3 separate regions of the Pan troglodytes genome follow, and all the other regions are linked to region 3. A link is a contact called in public Hi-C data. All regions are on one chromosome and are shown on one strand. Each heading gives the region's core, a stretch centred on a gene start, on an enhancer-like site or on the middle of the called end of the contact. The rest is flanking DNA. Distances are from core to core; before and after follow the strand shown.

Evidence for each region. Hi-C and Micro-C count contacts between places; a contact is called where the count stands out from the background.
Region 1: a contact with region 3 is called in a Hi-C map of stem cell-derived neural progenitor cells, with 5 times the contacts expected there. The contact joins two enhancer-like sites. A contact is called at or near these places in 1 of 7 Hi-C or Micro-C datasets (stem cell-derived neural progenitor cells) and 1 of 1 datasets of contacts at active chromatin or transcription factors (stem cell-derived excitatory neurons).
Region 2: a contact with region 3 is called in a Hi-C map of induced pluripotent stem cells, with 2.7 times the contacts expected there. The contact joins two enhancer-like sites. A contact is called at or near these places in 2 of 7 Hi-C or Micro-C datasets (induced pluripotent stem cells and stem cell-derived neural progenitor cells) and 1 of 1 datasets of contacts at active chromatin or transcription factors (stem cell-derived excitatory neurons).

The regions. Positions count from the first base shown.
Region 1 is chr15:87,435,197-87,438,992 of NHGRI_mPanTro3-v2.0_pri, forward strand. The region is part of intron 2 of FOXN3 (forkhead box N3); the gene reads right to left. Among named protein-coding and RNA genes, the nearest start is that of FOXN3, 190 kb to the right of the region's middle. Within about 2 kb of position 1,270, at least 14 of the 24 cell types and tissues checked have an H3K27ac peak or open chromatin away from gene starts, as enhancers often do. A contact at or near this core is called in stem cell-derived neural progenitor cells, where this site is marked.
Region 2 is chr15:87,412,951-87,417,111 of NHGRI_mPanTro3-v2.0_pri, forward strand. All of the region lies in intron 3 of FOXN3 (forkhead box N3), which reads right to left. LOC107968230 (a long non-coding RNA gene) reads left to right here. Exons shown (of 4, transcript XR_002939318.3): 4 at 3,497-3,689. Among named protein-coding and RNA genes, the nearest start is that of FOXN3, 210 kb to the right of the region's middle. Within about 2 kb of position 1,506, at least 2 of the 24 cell types and tissues checked have an H3K27ac peak or open chromatin away from gene starts, as enhancers often do. A contact at or near this core is called in induced pluripotent stem cells, where this site is marked.
Region 3 is chr15:87,046,857-87,050,637 of NHGRI_mPanTro3-v2.0_pri, forward strand. No RefSeq gene overlaps it. Among named protein-coding and RNA genes, the nearest start is that of TRNAA-AGC, 62 kb to the left of the region's middle. Within about 2 kb of position 1,800, at least 15 of the 24 cell types and tissues checked have an H3K27ac peak or open chromatin away from gene starts, as enhancers often do. A contact at or near this core is called in induced pluripotent stem cells and stem cell-derived neural progenitor cells, where this site is marked.

The DNA of each region.
Region 1 (3,796 bases), core at 20-2,519, 390 kb after region 3:
GTAATAAAAAAATAAATCAACTAGATACTGAACGTCACCAACAGAGTGTAAGTGCCTTGAGGGGCAAGGGACTCTGTTTTCTCTTCTGCTCATAGCACATGGCACAGTGGTAATAAAAAATATTGATCACTTAACAGGAAAAAAAAAAGTCTCCTTTTTATCCCTCTCTCAAGCTGGCACCTATTAACTCTACAGATCAGTCAGAGAAAAGTAGCCTCATCAACATTTTCCTCCTCCAAAGTTTTTAAGAGATTTTATTGTTTTCCTCTCTTTAGTGAGTACACCAAGTACCATAGTCTCGTGGGTTTCGGTGGCTAAGTCTGCCAAAGTCTTATCCACGCCAAGAAATAACTTCTCTCGTTTTACTTTTTCAGAGGGGTGTGAAAGAAAACAATTGATTCTTCTCTCTACGATAGTCTTTTTAAAACAAAGTAAGAGCTCCGAATTTGATGAACTCCCTGAGAAACAGAATATAGATTAAATGATTACTAACATATTTCCCTGCAGCACAAAGTTCTTTTTTGGAGATTAGCAATTTATTCCACTTATTACAACAGCCAAACCTGAAGTCTCTTTTCATTGGCTAGTCAAGTTCACCAACCCTTTCTGTTTTGAAATCCTCACTCCTTCCCAAAATAGTGTATCTTGTGCCTTTAATATTGAGGTTGAGGTGCAGGCAAAAGGTGTCCAGAAATTGTGAGACGTGACTGCATGTGAGTACTCAATCTTAAAAGGGTCGGGGCTGGAAAGGAAGCAGGCAGGTGAATTGCTAGCTCTTTCTGTGGGTATGTTCAACAGCACCTCACTTCTCTGCACTCAAAGACGTGATTCTGACTGGTTTCAAAGATTTGGCCCCCAAACAACCAGGCGTCCTTTTTAAGTTGGCATTGCTTCCAGAGAGGAATCCTGAACATGTTTCCTCTATGCCTCACACAGCGCCAGGCCAGCTGTCTAACAATATGGGTCCCGGAAGGGGGTGCTGCCCACGTTGGTGACGGCAGCCATGAGTGCCTGTTGCTCGCAGCAGACGTCAGAGAGACCTCAGCGCAGGGGTCCAAGCACCTGGCCAAGGCACCCTGCGCAGGCCTCCACGCCCCACGAGTGCCTGCAGAGGCTACCTGAGGACCAAGGTGGGCATGCCACGGTGTCCGGGACTTCTGGATGGAGGCCAGTCCCAGGGAGTGAATGGCAGAGCTCTCCGGAGGCTGCCCAGGCCAGGTTCAATGGGAGGGATGAACTTCATGACATCCGTTCCAAAGAAATCCCACCTGCTACTGGCATGCCTAGGCTTGTCTTCCCCACATACCAGCCTCCCAGGCATGTCTCCAAGGGCTCAGTGAGGAGGCAGCTGCAACAGTTCGCTTTCTCTTAATGATTTGGAGTTGGGAGGCACAGAGATGGGGAAGAGGTAATGACCATTCCCAGTGATCCTGGACCTCCGTGTTGGCTGCGACCTTGAAAAGTCATGCTGTCAACCCCTTTGTAGAAACAATGCAGTTTTCTTTGTCCGTGGAAATCTGGCCTCGCAGATTTATTTGCTGTAGCAAGTTTCTTTACCCTCATCACACTGATATTCAGAATTGAAACAGTTCAAACCTACCCTGAAACATCCTTCTCCCTCCAAATTCCAGTGACATCCTCGGTCTAAAACGCCTGGCACCGTGTGGGAGCCTGGCTCCGCTGCCTCTCAACGCACCGGCTTGCTTTTTGCTTTTGAGTAGCTTGAATATCAAACCAAGCACAAAGGGAATCATACCCAGGAATTGCTGGAAAAAGCTCATTTCATCCACCTCATTCCCCCATTCTCTCTGGCAGACACAACTGATTTTTTTTTTTTTAAGCCTGAAAAACTTCTCATTTAAACTTGGGGTGCAAAAGGCATGTGAAGTGGGAGAGTTGCTGCCTGGACCAGCGAAGGGTTAGCCAGGGAAGGATTCAATGAAATACAAAAGCCAACACAGACCTGAAGGGGAACAGGCGGCCCCAGCAACAACTGCCAAACTGTCATTTTGCTCCGCGGCTGAACAGAAGGCTCGAGTAATGACAACCACAAAACTCATTTAAAGTCTGAAAAGGTGACTAATGAGCTCATTCATGCTGGCTATAAATTATTCACTACAACACTGATCCCACTCAAGACAAACAGTAAAGTAAACTTTAAACACAGACATCGCTGGCCTTCCAAAGTGGAACAAGTTATGCCTGTAAAAGTTTTCACAATGAGAGAGATACTTGTCTCCCCCTTGTCTATTGTCACATTCGTTCTTCTGTTTACTTTTTTTTACTGCCTTTAATCAAGTTTAAGCAGACACAGCTGTTACACATTTATTTCTCTGAGTTTTTTTCCATTAGTTATTACAAGCAATCATGATGCTCTAAAAATAGCAGCAAATTATATTCTGTAGAAATTGAAGGCTGACCTTAAAATGAAGCCCAGGTCTTCAGAAAGAATATTCATATGCACATGTTGGATAAATGACAACAATGCACAAAGGCAAAATAAAAGTACAAAGCTTTTTCCACTCTTTGAGAGGTTTTTGATTTCCTTCCAAATTTCCTTTGGTTCTGGTGGAAACAGGTTGCTTCAAAACCTTACCATACAGAACCTGCTTCCAGTGGTCATGATTCCAGTTTGAAGGATTTTCCTTCAAACTTCCAATCTTAAGCCAATCAAAGAAGAAATGTTTCATTTAGGCTTTTTCAGCACAGATAAACACAGCAGCAGGTTGCTGAAAACCCACCACATTGCTGCAGACTACTTTCGGTTTCCTGTTTAATATTAAATAAAGAATTTTAGCTCTTCTGTTTTTATAAACTGTGCTATTTGCTACTACTGTAGCTACTAAAAGCATTATGACTGGGTGGATAAGTAGTCCTATGATTTTCAAGCCTTCTTTTTTCTTTAATCTTAGTATCTATTTTGAAGACAACGTGAGAGTTAAGAGTTTCAAATCTGTTTAATTGATTTTTTTATTTTTAAAAGGCCCAAATAAGTACTTCCATTAGCTCTTAGATCTCTGAACATTATGTATTTTTAAACCACTTTGAATACTTTGAAAAGGGCCACAGAAAACACTCATATTCAAATACCACCAGATGGAGGTTCTGCCTAACCAAAAGTAAAAGCAGAAAAGTTTAAAGCTGAATTGTGCCCTGCACACACCTTGAGATTGTAGGGGTGAAATGAATGGTCTTGGGCCGGGGATCTTGCGAAAGGCATGATAAATGATGCGTTGCAGGCAAATTAAGACCCAGCCTCTAACTTGAACCTCAGACTGTGCCAAACTCCATCTCCATTTAAGGAAAATGGTTTTCTCAGTTTCTTGCACATGACCTAAAGGCTTGTCCAGTCATTTCCGTTGTCTGAAATGCAAAGCAATCTTTCTTTTTTAAGTAGAGAAAGAAGAGTCCTGAAATATTTATAGGAAAGTGCTTCACTACCTACTGACAGCAATGTGGTTGGTCTCCACGTGTTTAGCACGGTTTTTTTTGTTTGTTTGTTTGTTTCTTTGAGACAGAGTCTCACTCTCTCTCCCAGACTGGATGGAGTGCAGTGTTGTGATTTCAGCTCACTGCAACTTCTTCAGCTTCACTTGAACCAGGTTCAAGTGATTCTCCTGCCTTAGCCTCCCAAGTAGCTGGGATGACAGGCGCCCACCACCACACCCGGCTAATTTTTGTATTTTTGGTAGAGACAGGGTTTCACCATGTTGGCCAGGCCGGTCTTGAACTCCTGACCTCAGGTGATCCACTCGCCTCGGCCTCCCAAAGTGCTGGGATTACAGGCATGGGCCAC
Region 2 (4,161 bases), core at 256-2,755, 370 kb after region 3:
TAACCCATATTCACAGGATATTTAAAGGAAGCACAGAGAGATCATCTACAATGTCTGCTATACTGAGAAGGCCTAGGCAAGCACCAGGGGTAAGCACATGCCCTTCAGAATTGGAGGGAATCGGGCCAAGCATGGTGGCTCACAATTGGGAGGATTACTTGAGGACAGGAGTTCAAGACCAGACTGGGCGACACAGCAAGACCCCACCTTTACTAAAAATATATTATTTTTGGAGACAGGATCTAGCTCTGTCACTAGGCGATCTTCCCAACTCAGCCTCCTGAGTAGCCGGGACTACAGGTGCGTGCCACAATGCCCAGCTAATTTTTTTATCTTTTGCAGAGATGCAGTTTCATCATGTTGCCTAGGCTGGTCTCAAACTCCTGGGCTCAAGTCATTTGCTTGCCTCGGCCTCCCAAAGTGCTGGAATTACAGGTATGAGCCACAGTGCGCAGCCCTACAAAAAAAAAAAATCTTGAAATTAGCTGGATGTGGTGGCATGCACCTGTATTCTCAGCTACTTGGGAGGCTGAGGCAGGAGGATCACTTGAGCCCAGGAGTTCAAGGGTGCAGTGAGCTATGATCACGCCAGTGTACTCCAGCCTGTGTGACAGAGAGACCCTGTCTCAAAAATAAATTAAATAAATAATTTTTTAAAAGTTGGAAGGAATTAGGTTCCTTCCAATTAGGTTCCTAGTAAGTTCTGCACTTACTAGCTGTGCAACTTCTAGCAAGTTACTTAACCACTCAGAGCTTAACTCATCATCTATTTTAAGAAAGAAAATAATAGGGCCTACTTCATAGGGTTTAGTGAGGAAGAAATCAGATACTGCATATGGAAAGCACAAAGCAAGCATGCCTATATTTATAAGCTAAAATTGTATTTAAAGCACTCAGCTCTGGATATAATAAACATACTTTTGTACAGTGTTTCCTTTATAAACCCTTTGATGACAATGTTTTTTGTTCAAGTAGCAAGAGGAAAGGTTAAAAAAAAAAAGGCACAGAAATAGAAATACACACATACCTTATAATCCAGTCTGGAAAAAAATAACTGCATTCTACTTCTCATTTACAAGTACTCAGAGAGGTTAGTACATGCTAATCTTACACTCCTAAGTAAGACCTGTATTTAGGGAGTGTAAAACTTAATCCCAGACATTAAAACTCTACCTTAATTGATTTAGGCACAGATCATCCATAGACGAAATGAAAAAAAAAAAAAACCACTAATGAGGAATTTTACAGAGTAGGGAACAGTGACCTCATGTGAACCCATGGCTCAATCTCAGCTTCCCCAAGAGGGGGATGACCAGGCTTCTGGAAGTGATATATCCAGAATGTGACCCAGACGTTCGTACTTCCTTCCATTTGACAGGAAATGGAGAGAGAGAAGCAAGTTACGCAAAATCACAAGGAAGTAAACAGAATGCAAGTACTCTATAGTGTAAGCCATGGGTCTCTTTTAACAGGGAAGGGAATGAAAACGGTAAGAGGGCATAGGAGTGCTGCAGACTGACACAGACAGGAAACATCACAAAAGGCACTGCAGGAACCACATTTGGACCCTAATTCAAACAAACATTTTGTAAACAGGGATATCTGAATATGGACCTGGCATTAGGCAACACCAAATAATTGTTCATTTTGTTAGGGGGGACTTTAGCATGGTTGTTATGTAAGAAACTGTCAATTATTCTTATGTATACCGAAATGTTTGAATTGTAAATGTCATTTGCTTCAAAATACTTCAGCAAGGCTGGGTGCAGTGACTCATGCCTATAATCCACAGCATTTTGGGAGGCTGCGGCAGGAGGATTGCTTGAGGCCAGGAATTTGGGACCAGCCAGGGCAACATGGCGAAACCCCGTTTCTATGAAAAATACAAAAAAAAAAAAATTAGCCAGGCATGGTGGTATGTACTTGTAGTCCCCCCTTCGGAGGCTAAGGCGAAGGCTTGAGCCTGGGAGTCTGAGGCTGCAATGAGCCATGATTATGCCACTGCGCTCCAGCCTGGTCAACAGAGTGAAACCCTGTCTCAAAACAAAAAACCGAAAAACAACTTCAAAAACAGCGACAACAAAAAAGAATAAATAAAATAAGTGTGACAAACCTTTGTCAACTACTGAATCAGGATGTGTGTTATGGGGGTATATCAAGTCATTATACGATTCTAGTTCTGTGTATGTTTGAAAATTTCCGTGATTCAAAAATAAAAATAAAACTCTTATCTTTTGAAGTCCTTTAAGAGATAAAACGAAAGCCAAGCTGTCTCTTTTGCCTTGACTGACTCATTCATGAGAACATGCTCTTGATGAAATCTCAGCAACTGGAAAGACCTCAAGAGGGCACCTAGTTCAGGGATTCTCAAACCTGGCTCCATGCTGGAAACACCTAGGAAGCTTAGCAGAACTACCAGTTTTCCCCAACCCACCTCACACCTAATGAATCACAATCTCCAGAAAGGGGCCCAAGAAAATGGGAATTTTTTTTTTTTTTTTGAGACAGGGTCTGGCTCTGTCACCTAGGCTGTATCTCGGCTCACTGCAACCTCCACCTCCCGGGCTCACGCCATCCTTCCATCTCAGCCTCCCGAGTAGCTGGGACTACAGGAGTATGCCATCATGCTCAGCCAATTATTTTTGTATTTTTTGTAGAGACAGGGTTTCACCATGTTGCCCAGGCTGGTCTCAAACTCCTGCACTCAAGCAATCCTCCCGCCTTGGCCTCCCAAAGTGCTGGGATTACAGGTGTGAGTCACCGTGCCCAGCTGGGAATTGTTTTTTAAGTGCCACAGGTGATGTAATCTAGTATGTTCCCTCCCCAACATCCCAGCCAAACAGTTGTCCAGCAGGGTATGTGTTCCAAGCCCTCAGGGACAGGGATCACACAGGATTCCACATTTTCACTGCTACGTCAAACCTAACCGTATTCTTCACTTTCAGAAGAAAATTAAAAGTGGAATAGCTAATTCACTGCATACAACTTGCAAGGTTTCAATGTTCTCGTTCAATTTAAGGTATTTCTCACCAACCTTCAGGTGCATTTTAGTCACTGTGTTGAAGGCAACTTCAGTGTGGGAGCTCCCGCCAAATAAAATCTCATAGGAAAAAACAAGTTTACCCATAGAGCTAAAGGAGCTTTCACTGGGCAGAGTATCAGGGAGAATGCCATAGTAGCATACCCCAAGTGACTGGGCCAGGTCAATGCCCTGGAAGGACCTGGGTGTACCTGAGCATACCTGGGAGCCTGCACCTCTCACAGCAGCCAGCAGCTGGCCTGGGGGAACCCAAGAAAGAGGAGAAAAGTGGAAAAACTCACACCTCTTGCTTTGTTCTCACAGAATCGCAAATGCTGGGAACAAACTCCCAACCACAAAACTGACTGGCATTTGATCAGAAACATGTCAACACAGGTCAGGATGGCTGGGAAGCCAGAACTGAATGTTTCATAACATTAACAATCTCAAGTCTTTAAAACCATTCTCTTTCAACAGGTGATACCTGAATGTATCCGGATTGACGATCTTCATCCCTGGAAAACATGACTCCCAGAATCCAGCGGTGGGGGAGGGGGGGGTCGCATGGCGGGAGAACAGCTCCTCCCAGTGTGCCTCAACACAGGGCATCCAACACCCACTTGTCACTCCCAAGGCTGACTGATGAATAATGTTCCCAAGTCTCGCTGCACGCCTTGGCGTTGGTCTTTTCTAACATTTCAGAGTGTGCATTTGCTAAATTACTTCTATGTGCACCGGCATTATGTCAAACACGAAGATTCAAGCATGCAGGAACTTGCAGACTCGTTTTACACCAAACTAAACGCCCTGTTTGTTGCTTTATCACTGCTGTGAGGCTTTGGGGGACCTAAGCAGCACTTTCTTCTCCACGTTCTCAGTGTGGAATTGCTTTTGAAGACTTTCCCTTTCTTGCCACAAAGACGCACCTATACAGAAGCTTTAAATACCACAGACTTGGTTCTTTACAGAGGAGCAATGAATGTCCTCTAAGCTCAAAGAATAATCCTAAAGCACTCAAAAAAAGCCAAGTCCAGAGGTGGCTCTCCAAATGCCCAACCTGAGATACGGAGGGAAGGAGAAAGAGCTTCATGGTCATGGAAATTCCTCTCCCTGATTAAAGGGGCATACTTTGATGGTTACAG
Region 3 (3,781 bases), core at 550-3,049:
ACACCTGTAGTTCCAGCTACTCTGTAGGCTCAGGCAGGAGGATCAATTAAGCCCAGGAGTTCAAGGCCACAGTAAGCTATGATCACACTACTGCACTCCAGCCTCACAGAGTAAGAACTTTTCTCAAACAAACAAGCAACAAAAAAAGAAAGAAAAGGGCACGATGGTGTGGCTTTCTGGCATGTAATACCCTCTTTTATCTTCCTGCCTAGCTGTATTTATGCCACCACCCATCTGTTGTGTGCTCATGGCAGACATTACAAATCAATCAAGATGCTTTGCCTCAAATTGAACTTTCAGGAACACTCTCAATACTATGCTTTGGGCTTTTCAGTTGACTAAGGTTGGTATGGAATGTGAAACTTATTTGCCATCCCTATTCTTGACAGTTTAATCAAGATAATCAACTTGGGAAGATTCCTTTTTTTTTTTTTTTTTTTTTTTTGAGACGGAGTCTCATGCTGTCACCCAATCTGGAGCACAGTGGCATGATCTCGGCTTACTGCAACCTCTGCCTCCTGGGTTGAAGCGATTCTCCCGCCTCAGCCTCCTGAGTAGCTGGGATTACAGGTGTGTGCCACCACACCCAGCTAATTTTTGTATTTTTAGTAGATATGGGGTTTCTCCACGTTGGTCAGGCTGGTCTTGAACTTCTGACCTCAGGTGATCTGCCCGCCTTGGCCTCCCAAAGTGCTAGGATTACAGGCATGAGCCACCGCACCCAGCCACTTGGGAAGATTCTTCAAGTGACCATTTGGTCAAGCGCCCAAGCTTTTATGTAGGCAAACCTCCTAGTTATCCTAGGCAGGTGGTGGCCAATTCTTTTAAAGATTTCCATGGCTCTCGATACCCCCATCATACTCCAGCACCCATCCTGCCCTGGCTTATCCTGACAAAAGATTTTTTTCCCCCACATTTACCTGAACTCTCTCTTCCTTGCTATTCAGAGAAAATGAAGAAGGAAAGAGAAAGAACTACAGAATTACCAGGATACAAGGAACTTGCTGTTAAGATCTTCTTAACCTTCCAGTTGCTTGGGAATCATTGCCGTAGGGTGTCTCTGTACTCAACAGAAGGGTGAAGACGTTTTAGCAACAGTAGCAAAGCAAATGATCTTGGACTTACAGTTTCTTGATTTCTGATGATTAAGCTTCTGCACATACCAACCCCAAGACAGGGTCATTCTATAACTTCTTAATAAGGTTAAGGTATTTCGACTACTTGGTCTTCAGTTTCCCTCAGTAACAGAGGCACCAAGATCCTATTGCTCTCCAGCAACCAGGCAGGAGAGATTTGAGTCAGAGGAAAGCACGAGAGAGAAGTTAAGAACAGCAATTTCTTGAGTCATAAACGGAGTCAGGACTGTAAGTGTGATTTTCTGTTACCTGCCCCAGACCTCATGGAATTAAACTTTCCTGCCCTGATTCCTTGGATTCGATTCTCCAACCCCACTCACCTAGCCCGGCCTCCCCGAAACACAAATTGGAATGGCGTTGGCTCCCGGGCACACTAGGGGGCGCCAGCGGGCTTGTTTTCCAGGATGGCCCTAAAATTCTCTCCAGCGAGGAGAGGACCATGACGGCCAGGCCACGCTTGCTCTGAAAAGCGCCGAGCGTGGAAGGGTGTCTTGGAATGGGGTCTAAAAGGGAGAACGACATCCTTATGACTTGCTTTAGGCTGCTTTCTGGTTGTATTTTCAGAGCTGGGGATGAGGAGAGGTTGCGTAAAGGTGCCGGCCTGCTGCTGGCCGGGGCTGGCAGCCTTTCAGCCGCCGCGGGTGAGTCAACACCTGGGAATTGCATCCAAGGGCGGCCCTTTCAAGCTGCCTGGAACTTTCTGCCATCACACTGAGGCCACTGTTTGACCCAGTCCCGGGCCAGGGAGGCAGGAGCCGATCACGTCCCAGGGCAGTGCTTCTCCCTGGCGCTGAGTTCGTGGAAAGAGGCTGGGAAGGTTCTTTCCACACTTGAGGGCTGGCGTTGGGAAAATAGGGTAGTGCTCTCCGCCCCAGTGAACAGCAAGAGCTCACTTCCCCCAGCAGACTTCTGCTCCACTGGCCTACTTTCAGCGTGGAGTGGAAGGAAGCCAGCTCCAGGAGGGCAGAGGCTTCCTCTCCACCCCTCTCTTCCACAACCTTCAACAGGCGCCTTGTTCTCCCCGGCCATGGAACTGCGGATGGTGACCATCGTTTCCCAGCCCAGCAAGGGGAAATGAGGGAAGGAAATAAACGCAAGGTTTTTATTGCCAAATATTTCTTTCCCTGGGAGGACAACGCATTCAAACCGCTGAGTGGAGATTGGAGTTAGTCCAGCCATAAACCATCTTAATGAACACTAATAGAGAACCGCAATTATTGTTGACTTCAAAATGCAAACAAGAACTTTAGACAGTGATCCCTATCAGCCGGTGAGGCCGGGCACAGATGCCGGGCGCTGTTTTTGCCGTTGCTTAGCAATGGAAAATGAACTGTTCCTGTCTGTTATCACTGGAGGTGGAGGTAGGACAATGAGCTTTATTGGACTGAATAGGTATGAAATTAGTTTATTCTTTTTCACTTGGAGAAGGCAATTGGCAGCCAAGAGAGTCACTCGGAAAAGGGGTATTTTAGAGGTTGAGGGTGACTTTCCTTCTCATTACTTCGGTAAATCCTAACCACCTTGTTTTCCTCTACAGATAAAGTTTGAACTTTTGCCGGGAGTGTCCCTCCAAAACTATCATCAATCAGACAGAATAGCTGCAAATACCAACTCACAGACCAGGTTGGGAATTAGGGTGAGGTGAATGAAATCTTGGGTGCAAAATTTAAGGGAATGCCAAAAAACTTAGTAGCCAGGATAAATAATAGTTTAATGCAATATTTTTTAAAAGTCAAAATAAATGTAAAATAACCATGGTAAAAAAAAAATCAGATTTTAAATAAAGAGAAGCTCAATATCACTGATTTTTATTTTTCCTTTGGCTTCAGGCTTTAATATGGCACAGTGCGTCAGTGCCACAGACTTTTTACTGCACCAAACACATTTGCAACACGGAAGGTTTTGGGAGCTGCTTTTTCCTCAACAGTGTTGATGCTATGGAGTACAGAGCCCTGCAGCTGGGCAGAAGGGAGGGTCTCTTTCTGCAGTTCTTTAGCAGGCTTCTTCCAGGATAGTAGAGAGGCAAATGGCCTTGGGGAGGAACCTACCTATGCTTCCAGGGTAGTGACACAGGAAGTACTAAGGTACAGGACGTACTAAAGTACAGGAAGTACTAAAAACCCAGGGCTCAGCAAACACAGACAGTCAGGTGAAATTGCCCAAAACACTGTTCCTCAGACAACAGGGACAGGCCCAGAGCTGGCAGTTTATGGTAAAATTATCTCCTCTTTTGTTATTGGTATTAATAGTAACTCCTATATATTGAGAACCCTTAGGTGGAATCACATGGAATCGCCAATATTGAACCTTTTTTGACCTACAAACCCAATGTATACGGTTTAATCCAATGTATGCTGAGTATGGGAGGCTGAATAATGAACCCCAAAGATGTCCACATCCTAATCCCTGGAACCTGTGAATATTACCCTATATGGCAAAAAGGATTTTGCAGATGTGATTGAATTAAGGATTCTTTTTTTCTTATTTTAGTGACAGGGTCTTGCTATGTTGCCTCGGCTGGAATGCAGCGGCTGTTCATAGACATTATCACAGCACACTACAGTCTCAAACTCCTGGACTCAAGCAATCCTCCTGCCTCAGCCTCCTGAGTAGCTAGGACTACTGGGATGCACTACTGCTCTTGG